Linked DNA regions of Mus musculus: regions 1, 2 and 4 are each linked to region 3. A link is a contact called in public Hi-C and promoter capture Hi-C data. All regions are on one chromosome and are shown on one strand. Each heading gives the region's core, a stretch centred on a gene start, on an enhancer-like site or on the middle of the called end of the contact. The rest is flanking DNA. Distances are from core to core; before and after follow the strand shown.

Region 1 (4,569 bases), core at 1,720-4,219, 190 kb before region 3:
GTATAGGGGACTTTCGGGATAGCATTTGAAATATAAATGAAGAAAATATCTAATAAAAAAAGCAAAAAACGAATTCATGGACTAATAAAAATCTAAGATCAAGAAAAAAAAAAAAGCCAACCTCTAAAAATCCAAAATCTCTTTTAAAATTTCAAGGTCCTTCAGTTGAGGGCTTCTGTAAAAGTCAAAATTAAATTAAATACCTTCTTCAAGAGGGAAGAACCAGGACACAGTCACAGTCTAAACCAAGCAAAACCATATTCCGGCAGTGTAAGTAACTGAATGTCCAATGTTTGGGATCCACACATGATTATCTGGGCTCTGCCAGATGGCTTGGGTCACTTCTCCAGCTCTGCCCTCTATGCCATACACAGTTTGTCTTCTAGGCTTTGGCAGGAGCACTTGTCCCTCTGGAACCAAAACTTCCTGGCCAAAAGAACTTAGGGCTATGGGAACAGGAAGCAGAAACTTTCCTAGAGGGTCACCAGGGTGACAGTGAGTGGAACTATTCCCTTCTCCCCCTCACCCCGCTCCCGCCACCCCCAGATCCCTGGACCTGTGGATTCTGGCTATGGGAGAAACTGTACCATATATCAGACGCTGATTCAAAGCATATTCTGCCTTCTGAAGAACTCTGCCTCAGCCCTCCATGCTGCTGCCACCTAATTGACGCTGTAACTGTATCTTCAAAAGGCCATTCCATCTTTCTATCAGGTCAGCAGCTTCAGGATGATGGGGACATGGTAAGACCAGTGAAGTCCATGATCATGGGCCCACTGTTGGACTTCTCTGGTGTGAAATGAGCTCCTTGGTCAGAAGCAATACTGTGTGGAATACCATGATGGTGCATAAGGCATTCTGTGAGTCCGTGGATGGTGGTTTTGGCAGAAGCATTACGTGCAGAAAAGGCAAATCCATAATCAGAATAAGTATCTACTCCAGCAAGAACAAAACATTGTCCTTTCCACAGAGGAAGTGGTCCAGGATGCTGCGTAGTCAACCTGGGGAGTGGTGCCACTGGTAGCCAGGTCAGCCTTGGTGTATGGAAGTCTGTGTTGTTGAGCCCTTACATAAACCTCCATCTCTGCCCCCATGGCCACTTTGTCCACATGCCCATTGAGCAATAACCAGGATGGCTGGGGAAAGAGGCTGACTGTCCACAGAACAGGTCGTCCTATCTACCTGATTATTGAACTCCTCTGCTGAAGTCACCATTTGATGAGCAGCTGGGCGTGGCACTGCGAGACACTAGGATTGGCCATTTGTGAGGTTGCAGTCTCAATGGCCATTGAAGGCCCAAGATTAAAGGAATCACGAAAAGAAGTTGAGGCTTGGCACCAGGAAGAGAGCCTATGGCAGGCTATTGGTGAAAGTGCAGCCCAGTTGCAGCAAGGGACCCACCCCTGCAGTTGTGGAGATGCTCATACAAGCCTATCCATCTCATCCTTCGAAAGCTGAAGTGCTGCTGTTATGTTGCACTTGTATTCGCCTTGTCTGTCTAGCTAGTGGAAAAACTAGACTTGTGGCATACATTTTCTCATCAATGGAAGTTAATAGGTGAAGGGCCAAACACTTCAGTTGTCAATCAAGCATCCCAAGGACTAAGAATGTACAAAAGGGGAGCTATTAGTCCCAGGGGGCCTGGAAGGTTTCACACTGAGCTCCTCATAAAAAAAAAAAACACATAACAATGACTGCATCCACCTAATTATGCCTCTGTGTCTATTGTGCTTCTTGTCTGTCACGCAGGATGCTTGCTCAAAGCCTAGACTTCTAACAAATGCGTGGCTAGGTGAATGAGTATGTTGTCCAGTATTCCATTACTACCTACTCACATGAGAGTTACGCTTATCCTAGTGTGAGTGCATCCGAGGAAATAAGGCCATTTGGAAAGATGAGGAGGACAGACTTAAAACAAGAGAGCACAGATTGTCAGCATGCATGTGCACACACTGGAACATGGATCCAGCATGTGTGTGCACACACTGGAGCTTGGATCCAACATGCATGTGCACACACTGGAACATGGATCCAGCATGCGTGTGCACACACTGGAGCATGGACTCAGCATGTGTACGCACATACTCATGCCTGTGCAGATTAGCACAGCAGGCATCTGCAGGACTGAAGATTGCAGTAAGATAACCCTGAATCCTGAGAGGATCTGAGAAAACAAACACAATTTATACCTAGTGGCACCAAGGAGGTTTGGCTTAATCTATTGAGATAAATAAAACTGTAATAAAAAATTTCTAGAGCACAAGAAATTTTGACCTTAACTTCTGTCATTTCTTCTACTCAGTTTCCGTCTTGTTTCCTATATTGTTCCACAGGCTCCTTATACTGCTTAGTGATTTCATTGCTATGGAAACAAGAAGGACTATATAAAGCTCAAGCATGATGTCAAATTAGGAAGTGATCAGAATTTGTCCCGTGGCTTCCAAAGAATACAAGGAGAAATGACCACATCCCAATGTCGCAATGTGCTTAGATAAACACAGATCTTGAATGCATCTTCTTCTGCATTTGGTCAACATGGGGACAGGCTTGTGTGATTAATGAATTAATACTTCACAGATACCACTCTGAATGAAAATAAAGCTTGCTTGAAAAATTCCAGGCTTATAAAATCATAGTTATCAAGAATTACAGCCAGTAGAGTATCCCTCTCACCATTTCTGCCTTGTTGGTGCAGGACACACATCCTAGCTTCCTAGACCTGCTTCAGCACTGCACAAATGTCTCAGGGCAGCAGTCCTTTTAGGCAACTACTTCAATGGAGGTAAAGCCATAGAGGACTCTTCCTCTTTGTGTTTTCCCCTAGCCTTTGTATCCCTGGCTTCCCCACTGGAGATCTTGTTCTCATTTCCAAAGCCAAGTTTTTCCTTCAGAATAACACATATGTTCCTGATGTCATCGCTTGGCCTTGGGTCTGTATATGATTCAGCGGTAGTGGAATTCACTTTAATACTCTGAAATCACTTATTACACTGATCACCAGGGAGAGGGGGTGACAGGAGGCCTGGGAATGCACCAGAACACTGCCTGCCGAGGCTGTTGATTTGTGGAAAAGCTACCAATGTGTGAGAACCCTTAGGCAGAAAAAAGTGAACATGACAGAATAGAGGGATGGGGGCCAGCTGCTCTGCTCACTGCCTCCAGCTCTGCCCCCTGAGCTCTCTCCCGCCCCCCAAATCATCCTCAAGTGCATCATCACAGCGCTAGGGAACATTCCTGTTGGGTAATGAGAAAGCATAATTATATGCTTCAGAGCTGTTGAGGTTTTCTCCTATTTTCAAAACAATGAATATCTTGTGGAAAGATAACACAATTAGTGAATAAGCTGGAGCCTTTTCCCCAGAGCATACAGACAGTGGTTTGGAGGGGAACCCAGAAGACAGCTCTATTAATGATTTTTATTCCTTGGACAATCTAGCCATGTTGTTCTGAGGTACCCCAAGAAACAAGCTTCTGAAAACAAAATCTCTCTCTCTCTCTCTCTCATAAACACACACACACACACACACACACACACACACAGAGAGAGAGAGAGAGAGAGAGAGAGAGAGAGAATTGTGTATAAGTCCACAGGACCCACAGTACACAAAGCTCGAAATTGACTTTTACCCTTCCCACTCCTCTCTTTCTATTTCTCCCCTCCACTGTGACTGAAGACAGTGTGGGTAAAGTTTTATGAGCCTTCGTGGATTCCCTGGTGGCCGCCATGGACGTCAAATTGAAAGACTGAGCAGCACCGTGGTTCCAGCGGCAGAGGGTCTTTCCTGTGATTATCATACCAACATTCCTTACAGTCCAGAGGAAAGTCACAGACAGCAGTTGCTGCTGCAGCTAAAGAAAACAGCATCCAGCATTTCAAAAATGCAGATCCTTTCAACATTTCTGTCTGCACAGAGCTGGCATCTGATCCCACAGGTAAAGAGAGCAAAGCCGAATGGGAGTCATAGGCTGCGGAGCTCAGTCTTGGTTCAAACTGACTCTGAACCCAGATTATTCTCTTTCTGCTGTCTCAGGCCATCCTCCTCTCCTTCCCCACTGGAAGGCAAAGTTGCTTCTAAACTAGCATGTAAGTGAGTCTGGAGGAATGGCTCAGCAATTAAGAGAACTTACAACTATGGGAGATAACTCAAGTTTGGTTTCTAGCACCCATCATGTCAGGCAGCCCACAATAGCAGGTAACTCCAGTTTCAATAGATCCAACACCCTCTCCTAGAAATGTGGGGTACCTGCACATGCACATACCATCACACACACACACACCTAAATATAAGAATAATAAAAATAGATGGTTAAAATATCGTGTAACTGTGATTCCCAATAACCCGGTTGTTACACACGGGCTACCCTAAATTCACCAAGCTCTCACATAAAAGCATAAATTACTGCTGTTGCAAGGTTCAGATTACAGGACCTTTTGTTTCTGAGGAAAAAAAATCCAGCCATGTGGAGAAATGCTGCAGCAGTTGGAACACATCCTGCCCAGACTCTGTGTCCCCAAGACCTGAGCTGCTTCTTTTTATGGGACACACTCACTGGTGGAGAAACAGATAC
Region 2 (4,152 bases), core at 71-2,570, 200 kb after region 3:
TCCTCCTTATTGAGAGCACTACTTTTAGGGTTGCACATGTATGTAGGATCTTGTGTTTTCTTGAGGTCTGCACTCGGAGAAAGCTCTCATTAAGAGCTCTTTTGCGCATCCTTTTCTTGTAGATTGACATATTTGAGGATAGAATCCGGGGTATTGATATCATTAAATGGATGGAGCGCTATCTTCGAGATGTAAGTATGTTCCAAAAATCTGAGGATGTGTGCTGGTGAGAAAAACAATTAGCTTGTGAAGATATTTCATAGTAGAAACACTGATACTCTCCCCAAGTCTGAGTCTGAGGAAGCCTGGACAAAGCCTCTCTTGTTAGAAGCTATGCAAAAACTTGGAAAGGAAGGATGGGGTCACCCTCCTGGACATGCAGAGGCAGGAAATAATGGTCAAACCAGACACAGGTGGTTGATAACAATCAGCACAAACAATTTCTAGAGCAGAATAGGAAAGGAGGAAATGATAGCGGGGGGTGGGAGGGTGCAGCAGAACCCAGCTGAATTGGAGGCCATTCCAAGCATTTTGTAGGACTGGGCTTGAGAGGTTTCTGGGCAGCTTTGAAAGCTAAGCAGCATGCTACCCCAGGGCACCCACTTGCAGCCCTGTGATTCGTTTTCCACAGACAGAATCTATACTAGCCACTGGGACACTCTGTGCTTTAACAAGATAGAAATTGATTGCTGCCAGCATGTCTGTGTCTGGGTACTTCTTTGGGCAGGAGTGGGTGGGGTGGGAGTCTCAGCAGGCTGGGTTTTGCTGCCTTCCTTTTGCCTGCAGCCCGGCGTTTGCTGTGTGTTGAAGGGTCTGCTCCTACTGACTGTGCTGATGTGCACAGGTGAAGCAGGGCAGTGGAGGTGCATGGTGACTGACAGCTCACATCAGGCTGCAGGGAAGAAGGGTGCTTTTCCGTGCAGTGGTGATGTCTTTCTGCCTCCATGCAGAGTCAGTGATTTCAGATTTCATCAGATGTTTATTAGAGAAGGTTGTGGACGGCAGGAGAATTCCTCTCAGAACCATTTGTTCTGCATGTTTGTGGGTGCTGGGCGCAGAGGCAGTGGGGAGGGGTAGAGGTGACAGCAGGCCTGTGGGGGTTGGGCGGCGCTGATGCCTTTTGCTTTCACAGAGGGACTGGTCGTGTACTGGCCAGCAGGTCAGGGACCGCGTATGGTCCTGCTGGCCAGTTTCCAGCTGGCCTTCACCAAACGAACCATGCTTCCTGCTTCCATAAACATGCTTTCCTCCTTCTCATTACAGAAGACAGTGATGATAATCGTAGCAATCAGCCCCAAATACAAACAGGATGTGGAAGGCGCTGAGTCGCAGCTGGACGAGGACGAGCATGGCTTACATACTAAGTACATTCATCGGATGGTGAGTGAGGGACCACAGCGCCTGGCTCTTCCTCTGGGGCAGGCACCCTCTCTAGGGGGGTTGTTTCTTCATTCAAGGTACTGGGATGTTTGGGGATGCCACAGTTATTTCTATGGCTCAGGATATTTTGAACCTTGAGACCTATGAAGCAGCATCACTCCTCCACCCAGTACTCAAACTGGTCCTGCCAGTAACTTAGAGGTATCAGTCAAAGTTCTAGGAAGTAGAGCTTTGTTTGCTTGGCTATTTACCAACAAGTGTGAAGTTTTAGGAGGCTAGAGTGGTGGAGTGGGCTGGGCATTGTAGCTGTTACATTCTGTTCCTCCCTTTTTCAGAGAGGCAAGTGAAAATTGGGAAGGACACTTCTGTCATGCCAAAAAAGCATGTGTCACATTAGCCTCCTAAGCACAGGCTATGTGGCCATGGCCCAAGTTCTTAAATCCTGCCCTTCTGCAACCCTGTTCACAAAATGGATCATCACTATACACGGTGCTGTGAAGATAAGTGAAGTGATATTCAAAGCATTTGGCACAAGAAAACACTTAACCAAAGAGATATTTGTTCTTTTGTGATAGGTGGGGAACATTCTACTCCCTAACCTGTGCCGTGGGGCTTGGTTACACTTAAACCATGGGAGAATTTAGAAGGAATCAAACTTGCTCAACAACTTGGAGGAAATATTACCCAGCTTCAGAGCTAGCTGTTTTATGGACTGCTTGCCATCTTGTCCTTTGTAGATTTAGAGATACGTTAGAGACCATTTCTATTTAACTAGGAAGCCAGACTAGACCTGTGACTTTCACACTGTCCTGTGGGAACTGTGTGTCTGAAGGCAAGAGTGGCCCTGGTTTCTCTGGCTTGTTTTTTACCAAGGATTCTGACATTAGAGAAAGAGCAGGGAAGTCACTGGACTTGAACTCACAACCCAGTTTCAGTCTCATCCTGCACGGAGATCGGGGATCATCACACCTCACTGCAAGGACTAAGTAAGCAGCATAGGGCAGGACACAGTCAGTAGCCTCAGGCCACCTTTTCCCCAGGGGAAAGAAAAGTTGACCACCATCCACCCTGTGGGTAGAGGGCAGGGAAGGTGTGTAAGCAGCACCCTTATCATCTGAGTCTTTAGGATCTCTGTCAGTGTGAACCACTTGTTTGAGTTTACAACCCAAAGTGGAAGCTAAGGTAAGGTGGTAAAATTCAAGGGTCTGGCTAAGGGTCAGGAGCTAAGTCTGCCTCATATCCAGTCTTACCCAGTGCCAGCCTGTGGAGTCTGAAAAATAGTATTCTTAGAAATAAACTGATCCATGAAGGTCATGACTGACTGGATATTTCTATCCCTTAGCTGTCTGTATCATGTCTGCACATTCCCAGAATACTGACATTCTGTCTACATCTCTAAGAACCTGCCAGTCCCAGGAACCAGCAGTTGGTACTTGGGAAGGACTCCAGGTCCCTACCAGTTCCTGGACAAACCTGTTTAGTTGTGCTAGTATATTGAAAAGCCAGCCAGTAATACACACAGTTCAACCCAATGACTGTGCCAGCTATAGCCATGTGGTCTCCAAATTTGGTTTCTTGGCCCTAATGTCTTTGGCTTCTCCTCGTCACAGAAGGGACTGGATGCGCCATCAGTATCTCCCCATTGATAGGCCGACTTCCTTGCCTCCTCTAGGCATCTGAGTAGTTACTACACAAATCAAATGATGCCATTAGAAAGCCAGTCTCTGAAAGAAATTATGAGAGACAACAAAAGTATACTGCTGAGGGCTTGTCTTTGACAGAGCAGGAGCCTAGTGGACAGACCAAGTAGCCCACACTGCCCTTGAAGCTGGAATGAACCCTCCCTCTACTGTAACTCAGCCCCTGACTGCAGGCGCTTTCTTCGAGATGGCATGGCTGGTACTTGAACTGAGTATGTGGTGTATGCTTTTGGTGTTGTCTTCTGTTTGGAAGGGAGCTGGCTCTGAGAAGACCCGGGTGGCAGATCCGCACTGTGAGAGTGAGGTTGTCGGCGCCTCCACATTCACTTCTCAGTTTTATTTTCATGCACAACAAAAGGTTCTGCTCTGAAAATCAATCGGAGGATGACACTGTTCAGGGTACATAATGCCTTGCTCTTATCTTTGGCATCAGATGGCTAAAAGCTCTGTGCTGGCCTTGGGAATCTGGAAAACTTTAACTCTCTCAGTATTGAAAAATTCTGATTTTGTTTGAGTTCTTGTAGGTAAATCCTCTTGGGTGAGCAGAGTCTGACTGATCTGGTGAGGGAACCTCAGGCCTGACAGAGTGGGCTCCTCATGGTTAACCTCCTAGCCTCCTCTGTCAGGCCTACTGTGCCCCAGAAGTGAATTGCTAGATGGCTGCAGTCAGAACAACACACCTCCTCCAGGCTTGCGTGCCCTCTGCCCTCGCTTTCCCCCACCTTTGTCTACCCGACCAGAACCTTCTTCATGCCCAGGGATCCCTCTCCTGTTACTGTCCTCCAGGCTCCCAGAAGCAGAACAGATAGCCCCTGAGCATCACACTCTTCTGCTGTCTGTCCTCTGGTTAGCAATTTTCCTTCCTGCCTGCTCACTAGATCGATAGCTTTGGGAGGATTGTCCAAATCGTATCAGTGGTGCCCTGCTAAACAACCAACCAACCAACCCTGGGTTTTAGCTTTTACTCATTTTCATATTAGAAGTACTCTCATACTTGGCAATAGAAAGCAAGTAATATAAAGCCATAGACTAAAGAACTGAGAGAGGGACACCCAGCCTTATCTTATAAACT
Region 3 (4,602 bases), core at 1,986-4,485:
AGTTAGTATAAGCCTTAGAAGTGTACGTGTGAGCATGGGTGTGCATTTATGAGTGCCTATACATACAAGTATGTGTGTACATGTTAAGCTGAATGTGTGTGTGTTGTGTGCGCATGTATGTGAGTGTGCATGTTTGTGTGTATTTATGAGTGTGTATGAGTAAATTTGACCATGCGACTCTATATAAAGGTGTGTGTGTGTGTGTGTTAGTGTGTGTGTGTGTGTGTGTACACTGGGTATGTGAGAAACACTCTGGGTTCTGGTACTAAAAACTAATTTTTAAATGCTAAGACACTCTTTAGCAATCTTGTCCATTCTCAAGCTTGATGCAGTCAAGGCCTACATCTCAGGTTTGTGTGATTCACTGTTAACCTGCCTTCTGGGCTAGAAGTAAAATTACACAGAAGTGCATTTCCCCAGCCTTGCCTGGAGCCCTCGGGTTAGACTGGGAGCCGGGGTGGGAGGTGGGCATCACAGCAATGCAGTGTTTCTAATCCAGACTAGATTGCAGGTCCTAGAAACAGCCTTACATAAATGGGCAACTCAGAAACAATTCATGTTTGCTATAAAAAACAGTATTTGCTTTGTTTTCTCACTCTATCTGCTGCCTGAGGTGATTTCACAACTGGGCAGAAAGATAGGATTATGGCACTAATCCTAATGAGTTCATCTTAATGAGTTAGAGGCTCAGAGTCAACCCCACACTAGACAGTCAACTCACTGTTCTAGTGACAATCCCAAATGAGTGGGGTACCCTTGATTTATAGGTTTCATTGTAGTAATAATAAAGATATGAACTTATGTTGGTAATGGTATTGCTGGGACGTTGCTTTGGTGGTGGCAATTGCACCCCCTAGGCTCAGCTACCCATTTGCCTACAGTCCATGCCTCAGTGCCCATGAGCCCCCAATCTAATTTCAGAGCCACAATCTCAGGAATCTACACTTAGCCTCTTAGGAGCCAAGAATGAACTCTTGGCTGGTTCTGGGATGCCTTGCACACAGTGAACCTCTGCCCTGCCCGTGCTTTCCTTGCACACAAGTGAGCCTCTGCAGTGTCTTCCTAGTGCTCAAAATAAAAGGAGCAGCCAGCTTTTGAAGTTTGACTTTGACATTCCCTTAGTCTGTGTTTGGTCAGTACTTCCTTCCTGCTGGCCTAGTACCTCCTATGCTGTTCTCCACTCTGTCTTCCTCATCTTCATCTTCCTCTTCCCCTTCCTCCCCTTCCTCCCCTTCCTCCCCCTCCTCCCTTTGCTGTTTGCTTCTACTCCAGCAAATCATAAAACCACAGCCTTGCTTGAGGCCATATAGCTTTCTGGAGGGAAAGCAGAATTGGCAGGCGGGGCTAGCCCATAGGTCAGTGAGGCCTTCCCAGAGTACCCTGTTAGTCAGCCCCCGACTCCACCCAAAAGGAGGAGGGAAGTCTGCAGTCACTCAGAGTGGGTATGGTTCACTAGCAAACCGTCCTGGCTCTGGCGGTGGGTGAAGCTTTGTTTGTATGGTGCTTGTTCAGTGTGTCAGTGGACCACTCAGAGCTCTCATCTTTGGACCATTTGGCTATAGGTCTTCAGAGAATATTGTGCTGAGGAGGTGGAGTTGGGGCTGAGTTTTAAATCTCTTGTTACTGTGCTCAAAAGATGCCAGCTCTACACATGACAGCAGTAGCCACAGGGGAGTGGAGAAGGCAGGGAAGGGCTCACCACCTCTCTCAGACCTTATTCTTTGCTTGTGTTCAACCTTATAAATAATAGGTACTTGGGTTGGTTTTTTGTTTTGTTTTGTTTTGTTTTTTATTCACTGATTTTGTTTTATCTTGAGACAGGGTCTAGCAATGTGTAGCCCAAGCTGGCATCATCTTGTAATCCTCCTGCCTTAGCCTCCCAGGTTTTGAGATTACAGGTGTGTGTCATCATACCTGGTAGTCATGGACTTTCTAATAGTGTCATTGATTCAACAGTCCGGGATGGACGTGACTCAGTGACCGTGTGGGACAGAGTCTGGTTTCTGGCTGGCAGCTTCGTAACCCCCATTCCTTGTCGGTATTTTTGGAGAGCATTCCACTATATGACAAACTGATCAACCCCTTGCAACGTTCATTGAGACCCAGTCATTTATTCAGCCAGTCAACAAATATTTTTGAGTGCTCACTGCATAGTAGGCTCCCTGGAGAGACTGTTGTGCGTGTGTGCACGAGTGTTGACATAGCAGCCAAAGCGCTGGGTTAGCAGCCTGGCTAAAATGCCCATCTCTGCTGCCCTCTGCTTAGAAGGCCTCTCACAAGCTTCTTAGCCACAGTAAAACATTTCTCACTTTTGAAGTATGGGTCTAGGCTATAAATCCTTCCCAGATGACAGGTTGTAGTTGGGACCTAAGCAGCCTGTGCCCTAAATATTCATATATACAGTAAGGCGGGAGAGAAGCCAGAGACAGGAAGTAGCAGGAGCTCCCGTGAGACACTCTCTTAGTCCCATGCCAGGATCTGCACAAGCACTGGGACACAGCAGTGACCAAGGAGAGGTCCTGCCTTCCAGCTGAAGGTAGCGGATGAGGCGCAAGCCAGAATGGCAGCAGGGCAGCTTGAATTGATGGCACAGGATGCTGCTGGGACTGGGGAAATTGGAAGTAGGGAAGCGGGCAGGGAAGGGAAAGCAGAAAGGGTCTGAGAGGTGGGCAGCTGCGGCAGAAGCTGTGAGGGAGGCAGATAGCAGCGTCTCACTGCCTGACAGAAGACTCGTTCTCAGCAGGCCACCACAACAGACACAGAATCAGGTAAATCCCAGCATAGGCCTCTCCCCAATGGGGCTGACAAGCAAGGAAACACCAGAGTTGTCTGTGGGACACTCCCGACCTCCACAACTATACACAACTCCTACATGGGAATCAAAATGACACTGAAGCCACATGTGGCTCTGTGTAATGGCCAGTCTGCTTGCTTTCCTCAGAAATCTGGGTCTTTACTGAGACCCAGCAACATGTGAAAGGGTATAAATGCCTGCAGAGGATACAGCCCTCAGATCTTTTCCAGACCAGGGAGCCCACCCACCCACCCACCCACCCACCCACCCACCCACCCACCTACCGGATCCCACAAGTAATTGGAGCAGATCCAGAAGCCCCAAGCTCTTCCTTATTTACCCTTCAGTAATTACATACCTTCCCTATTGGAGGCTGGGGCTGAGCAGTTAGTCTCCTATTGTCTTTACAGGAAATGACATCCATGTGACTTCTCAGGAAGGCAACCAGTGGCCACTCTGGTTAAGATAATTTGGGAAGTGCTCAGCATATCCGCTAGCAGATTGAGTCCAGCTGAGTTGGAAGCTTCTGGAAATGCAGACACGAGACGGTCACCGTAACCAGGGCACTGCTGGGTCAGTTCCCTGAACAGAATGAAGCTCTGCAGAGTTGGACTCCTCAGAAAGGGGCGTGACCAGGGCCTTGCCACTCTCTCTCATTTATAACCTTACTCAGGATTGAGAGCTCCTCCACTCACGGAGACCTAAGCAGTGAGGAGTGCATGGGAACTCAGAGGTGCTGGGCTCATCTACACTGAGCTTGCTTCCCTGTGCTCTCCCTAGCTCCAGGACCAGCAGCATGCATCCCCAGGCTACAGCAGCAGAGCTGTGAACGTCCCAGGCATATCACTCACACACACACACACACACACACACACACACACACACACACACAAACACACACACACACACACACACACACACACACACCGGACAAAAGAGATCCTCCCAGAAGAGCAGGAAGCTCCCAGTAAGTAAACTCTTCTGTCTCGTTGGCTTATGTTGACCTGTAAGTTTATTGTTGACTCGGTCACTGGCAAGAGTCTGGGGGTCTCCACCCTGAGTATACACAGAGTATTCACAGCAGTCACCTGGGAAAGCTTGGTTTGACAACTCCTGTGAAAGGTCCTGTCAGTGGGCTAGTGTCCTGCAAAGCCCTAAACCATCCTGATGGCTCCCCTTCAGGGACTGTTGCCCTGCTCTTAAGGCACGGTGGCTGGGGAAGTGTATGCGAGGGCTCCCTTAGGAAGAAGAAATTGAGCATAACCCTGCATTGATGAGAACCATCCCTGTTCATAGTGTGTTCAGATGTCATGCACAGCCTTGGTGTTCCCTAGAAACAGAGAGTACAAAGGGGGCTATGCACTGTTGTGTGGGAGTGCCCACAAAATCAGCATTACTCCTTCACGACTGCACAAAGATGCAGAAGACAAACCACTCTTTGTTATGCGTTAGTTGTTTCTACTGGTAACTAAAAGCATATATCCAAATCCTAATGAGATGGCGATAAATGTGCTGTAGTATAAAAGAGTTATGTGCTAGGTCCAGCGCTCGTTCCTACAGTAGATAAATAGCTCAGCCTTGGGAGTTACTGGAGAGGAAGAACACACTGCCACATGGCCTGAGAGTCACTTGACATGATGTTAGATGTGGAAAATGCTGCCAGTGGTAAATTTCTGCCCAAACAGTTGGTCACTGTGCCCTGGTTACTGATGCTCATTGGAGGAAATCATTAGGCTTTCTTCACTTTGAAAAGGGATAGCTATCCTGTTTTTTGTTTGCTTTTGGCAAAAGATACCCGGTCACCCCTT
Region 4 (4,393 bases), core at 1,098-3,597, 220 kb before region 3:
GAGGTTCAGTCCATTATCATCAAGGTGGGAGAATGGCAGTGACCAGGCAGGCATGGTGCAGGAGGAGTTGAGAGTTCTACATCTTCATCTGGAGGCTGCTAGGAAAATTCTGGCTTCCAGGCAGCTAGGAGGAGGGTCTTAAAGCCCACACCCACAGTGACACACCTATTCCAACAAGGCTACACCTCCTAATAGTGCCACTTCCTAGGTCAACATATACAAACCATCACAGGTAATGATGCCAAAGTGTACTGGCATTATTATAAATGCTTTATATACCTGAACTCATTACAACTGCCAAAGGAGTACTGGACTATACCCAGATTGCAGCTTTAAAAAAAAAAATGAGTCCCAAAGATATTAAGTAACTTGTTAAATGGTGCCTAGATAGTATGTGGTAGAGCCTCTACTGTCTGTCTCCAGAGCTTGTGTCTTGCTGCTTAGGGGAAATGTTAGGATGGGATCTACAAGGGCAATTCCCAAGAGATACCTGTGGCTGAATTTACCTGCGAAGTTATCTAGTCCTAGAGAAAGATTTTGGATTACTGGATTATTATGAGCCCTCTCAAAGGAAACGCTCTCCACTATTAACAAATAGTTTCCCTAGGCTAAAATATGGCTGTCCAGCAAGGATGCTACTCAGATGGTATATAAGGGTTCTCTAGAGGAACAAAGCTTATAGAACAAATATATATTTATTATTTTTATATTATATATAAGGGAGATTTATTAGAATGGTTTACAGCCTGTGGTCCAGCTAGTCCAACAATGGCCATCTTACACTGATATGTAAGGTCCAAGATTTAGTAGTTGTCCAGTCCATGAGGCTTGGATGTCTCAGCTGGTCTTTAGTATACGCCAGAATCCTGAAGAAGTATGCTGTAATGCCAGGGAAGGAATGGACTTGCCAGAGAGTGTGAAAGCATGTAAGCAAACAGAGCAAGCTTTCTTCTTCCATGTCCTTTGTATAGACTACCAGCAGAAGCTGTGGTCCTGAGTAAAGTACATCTTCTCACCCCAAAGATCTGCATCAGAAAAGGGTCTTCTAACAAACAAGTCTCTCACAGGTGTGCCCAGTCATTTAAGTTTTAATTAATTCCAGATGCAGTCAAGTTGACAACCAAAATCTGCCATCACAGTTGTTAACAAAAATAAATTACAACCAAATGTCCTTGCCAAATTTCTAGGCATGAGCCAGTTTGTCGACATGGAAACTTGACTGAAAGAGAAGCTGAGTCCTTAAGAGAAAGCACATGTGACATTGTAGAAAGTGCACACCGTCACTGGGGCAAAGGTGGCTACCCAGTCACAGCTGCCAGTCTTTGAACTAACTGCATCATCAAAGCATCATCATTAGCCTCTTGTTAGAGCAAGGGAACAAGAACTGCAGCTAATAATGAAGGTGATCTGTGTTATACCAGTGTCACTCAGAGGGGAGCCATTGAATCAATGGATATTAAATTGACTTCAGATGTAAACTAGGCACCTATAGGTGCAAACTGGCTTCTTGGGCAGTAGCCATGGGCATAGAGAAGCCCCCGAAACTGTACCTCATACTTAAGTCCAAGGCCAAGGGTACTAAGACAGGAAACAAACTCAGTGGAGATTTAGGAGCTTTCTCATCATAATCAGCTGTAGGTGGTCAGTGTGGTCCAGGAAGAGCTAAGGCATCCATCTGCCTCAAAGTAAAAGACGCATTATTGCACCCTGTACATCCCACTCACAAGGAAAGCTTGCAGTGTCTTGTTCCAATGACTCCTACCCAAGGCACACTCAAATTTCTCACCACTCACGGAGTGAGGAGTCAGCAGGTAGTGGGCATTAACAATATTCCTGAGAGCCACTAACACTGAGAAACAACTGAAAATAATTTAAGTTTAATACACTACCTAACCCAAATTCCTCCCTAACTCATCTTCCCACAGCAGGCTCCCCTCAAAGCTCCAGAATCCTTTAACACAAGAGGAAACTAGAGTACAAAAAAAATAATATTTTTATTCTATTCAAATGAACACATCACTAAGGTCTCTCCTAGATCCTGGGGGGAAGGGTCTGTACAAGTGAGAGGCTCATTAAGTAAGGGCCATTAGCTTCTAGAGCGATTGGCCCATGGCTGGGAGCCCAGAGAATGAACTTGGAGGGGCACTGGAGGAGCGAGCTGGGCAGGAAAGCCTGCGCGTTAATGCTCTCCAACCAGACCTCTTTTCCTCCCCTCTATAAATATTTTCACCCTGTGACAGTCGCCAAGGGCTTTTGTTTGTCTGTTTTTATCAAACCAGGTTCCACCAAATACTCTTGTAATGAAGAACAGCTGGTGAAGTGCTGGCGCTGAGCCGGGCCAGCTCTTCATTGTCATTCACAAAGATAGAAACTGAGAGCTGACTCCTGAACAGCCGCGCTGGGTGGGGATTGGAACTCTCTGGACATCCTCGACCCTGTCTATGAGCCAGCGGGAGCGTGCGTGCCCCTTCATTTTTCTCCATCTGCGGATCGATGCTCTTTACTAAGCAGAGATGCTGGGTGAACGGCATTATTGAACTGCAAAAAAATGTTAGTATTATTGCTTTTCCTCTTTGATCTCGAGGGGCAAGATAAATTTATGATATCTTAATTGTTTCCATGGCAGCAAATCATATTGTCCCAAACAGAGAACTGGATGACTTCATGGCTGGATTGAGAAAAAGGAGAAATCAGATTGGGAGTGAGAATTCTGCTCAAGCATAAATATCTTCAACGGCAGCGGAGGGAATAGAGTAAATTGCAGTCAGGCAAAATTGCTTTTGGTTTAACTGTTCTCGCAAGTTCACCCCGTGAAAAGCCCCTTCTCCAGGCTTGTAATTTGTGTAATGATGCCTCCTTGCCTAGATGCACAGAAGGCTAATGGGGAGACTCCTCAGGCTTGGGAATGTCTCAGCAATGCTAATTCCAATTGTTTTGCAGCAATATCTGCATATCTGCTGTAAGCTGTTTTGTTTTCCAAACACATGACTCTGTGTGTGTGTTTGTGTGTGTCTTTATTTCCTAAAAGGGTTTTATCTCCCCCACCTTTTTTTTTTTTTAATCAACCAACTTCCAGACAAAAATTATTCTTTTATCATCTGAGGAAAAAAAAAATCTGTCAAGAACTGTCTCTCTGCCACTGGAGTATCTACTTAGCCTTATTAGGTCGCTTTTGACTTCATTCTCACAGTTCCAGACTGTAGTATTAGTTCTTGTCTATTGTCTGAGCAACAGCAAACTTCTTTTCTAATTTTGAGCCCCTTAAAATTTATCTCAGTTCAGCCACATACAACAGTGACTTAGGATTTTCAAGCCCTCTTTCCTCTCTACCACGCCACCTCCACCCCCACCCCTGTCCCAGTCTTTATATGCAAACATTTCCAGAGCCTTGTACCAGTGACAATCTTCTTCTTCTTCTTCTTCTTCTTCTTCTTCTTCTTCTTCTTCTTCTTCTTCTTCTTCTTCTTCTTCTTCTTCTTCTTCTTCTCCTCCTCCTCCTCCTCCTCCTCCTCCTCCTCCTCCTCCTCCTCCTTCTTCTTCTCTCTCTCTCCCCCTTCTCCCTCCCTCTCTCTCTTGTGGTTTTTTTTTTAAGATTTATTTCATTTATATGAGTACACTGTAGCTGCCTTCAGACACACCAGAACTTGTTTGTACTCTGTACGACTCCACTAGAAATTGCATAGTGATAGTCGGCTATGTCAACTCTAGTAGATTATACCACTGCTATTTACTTGGATACTAATCTAAGTGTTTCTTTGAAGGTTAATGTGTAGACCTGTTAAACTTGGGAAGGGAGAAAGGCCATTGAAGGTGAAGGCTTACAACAATAATTTTGGGCGGAGTTCATCCGGTCAGACCCCGCCTGGGTTTCCAGCTTGCTATCTGCCCAACAGATTTGCACTGTTAGGTTCCTATCATTAAAATAACCACAACAACTGTTTCATTAAAATAATTCCTCTCCCCCTTGCCCCCCCCCATGTGTGTACACAAAATAGACAGAATCCTGTGCCCTTAGTGGGGGTGGAATGACGTGGTTCTTGTCCCTAGGACAGGGCCAACAAGGCATGGGCCTCCATGAGTGTCAATGGCTGTGGTGGGCATAAGGCTTGCTCTTATAATAATGTACATATTTTCTTGTTCCTCCCTCCAGGCATGTCCTCCCTGCTAATGTTAGTGACTCCATGCACAGCAGATGTCCAGGAGTGCTGTGTGGCTATGGCTCAGCAAAATGGCAAACACTAGGACTTTCTGGACAGTCCTGCAAGCCATGGAAAAGAACTCTAAAACCATGAATTTAAAAATATATACTTTCTCAACTATGCAAAATATAAGGATGCAATATGAATTAAATGAGGGGTTTCGAGAATCTAAAGGAACAAAACAGCTGTGCTTC

The links. A called contact is a pair of places that touch in the nucleus more often than the background predicts. Capture Hi-C pulls out chosen DNA fragments and counts their contacts.
Region 1: a promoter capture Hi-C map of adipose tissue shows a contact between it and region 3. The contact joins two enhancer-like sites. A contact is called at or near these places in 2 of 484 Hi-C or Micro-C datasets (B cells and bone marrow-derived macrophages), 5 of 115 datasets of contacts at active chromatin or transcription factors (the NIH/3T3 cell line, bone marrow-derived macrophages, double positive thymocytes and 2 more) and 4 of 9 other capture datasets (adipose tissue, embryonic stem cells, liver and 1 more).
Region 2: a contact with region 3 is called in a Hi-C map of uterus, with 2.7 times the contacts expected there. The contact joins two enhancer-like sites. A contact is called at or near these places in 2 of 484 Hi-C or Micro-C datasets (both in uterus) and 2 of 9 other capture datasets (liver and pancreatic islet).
Region 4: a contact with region 3 is called in a Hi-C map of uterus, with 3 times the contacts expected there. The contact joins two enhancer-like sites. A contact is called at or near these places in 4 of 15 datasets of contacts at CTCF or cohesin (the G1E-ER4 cell line, the NIH/3T3 cell line, large pre-B cells and 1 more), 36 of 484 Hi-C or Micro-C datasets (the AtT-20 cell line, B cells, CD4 T cells and 21 more), 6 of 115 datasets of contacts at active chromatin or transcription factors (bone marrow-derived dendritic cells, bone marrow-derived macrophages, cardiomyocytes and 3 more) and 2 of 9 other capture datasets (adipose tissue and embryonic stem cells).

Annotation. Positions count from the first base shown.
Region 1 is chr10:39,258,907-39,263,475 of GRCm38.p6, forward strand. No RefSeq gene overlaps it. Among named protein-coding and RNA genes, the nearest start is that of Gm31562, 16 kb to the left of the region's middle. Within about 2 kb of position 2,970, at least 59 of the 459 cell types and tissues checked have an H3K27ac peak or open chromatin away from gene starts, as enhancers often do. A contact at or near this core is called in adipose tissue and bone marrow-derived macrophages, where this site is marked.
Region 2 is chr10:39,645,586-39,649,737 of GRCm38.p6, forward strand. It overlaps Traf3ip2 (TRAF3 interacting protein 2), which reads left to right. Exons shown (of 9, transcript NM_134000.3): 6 at 123-191; 7 at 1,264-1,380. All of the region lies in intron 2 of E130307A14Rik (RIKEN cDNA E130307A14 gene), which reads right to left. Among named protein-coding and RNA genes, the nearest start is that of Gm16364, 34 kb to the left of the region's middle. Within about 2 kb of position 1,321, at least 72 of the 459 cell types and tissues checked have an H3K27ac peak or open chromatin away from gene starts, as enhancers often do. A contact at or near this core is called in pancreatic islet and uterus, where this site is marked.
Region 3 is chr10:39,448,011-39,452,612 of GRCm38.p6, forward strand. All of the region lies in intron 2 of Fyn (Fyn proto-oncogene), which reads left to right. Among named protein-coding and RNA genes, the nearest start is that of Fyn, 81 kb to the left of the region's middle. Within about 2 kb of position 3,236, at least 54 of the 459 cell types and tissues checked have an H3K27ac peak or open chromatin away from gene starts, as enhancers often do. A contact at or near this core is called in adipose tissue, bone marrow-derived macrophages, palatal mesenchyme and 2 more, where this site is marked.
Region 4 is chr10:39,225,469-39,229,861 of GRCm38.p6, forward strand. No RefSeq gene overlaps it. Among named protein-coding and RNA genes, the nearest start is that of Gm31562, 17 kb to the right of the region's middle. Within about 2 kb of position 2,348, at least 66 of the 459 cell types and tissues checked have an H3K27ac peak or open chromatin away from gene starts, as enhancers often do. A contact at or near this core is called in adipose tissue, palatal mesenchyme and uterus, where this site is marked.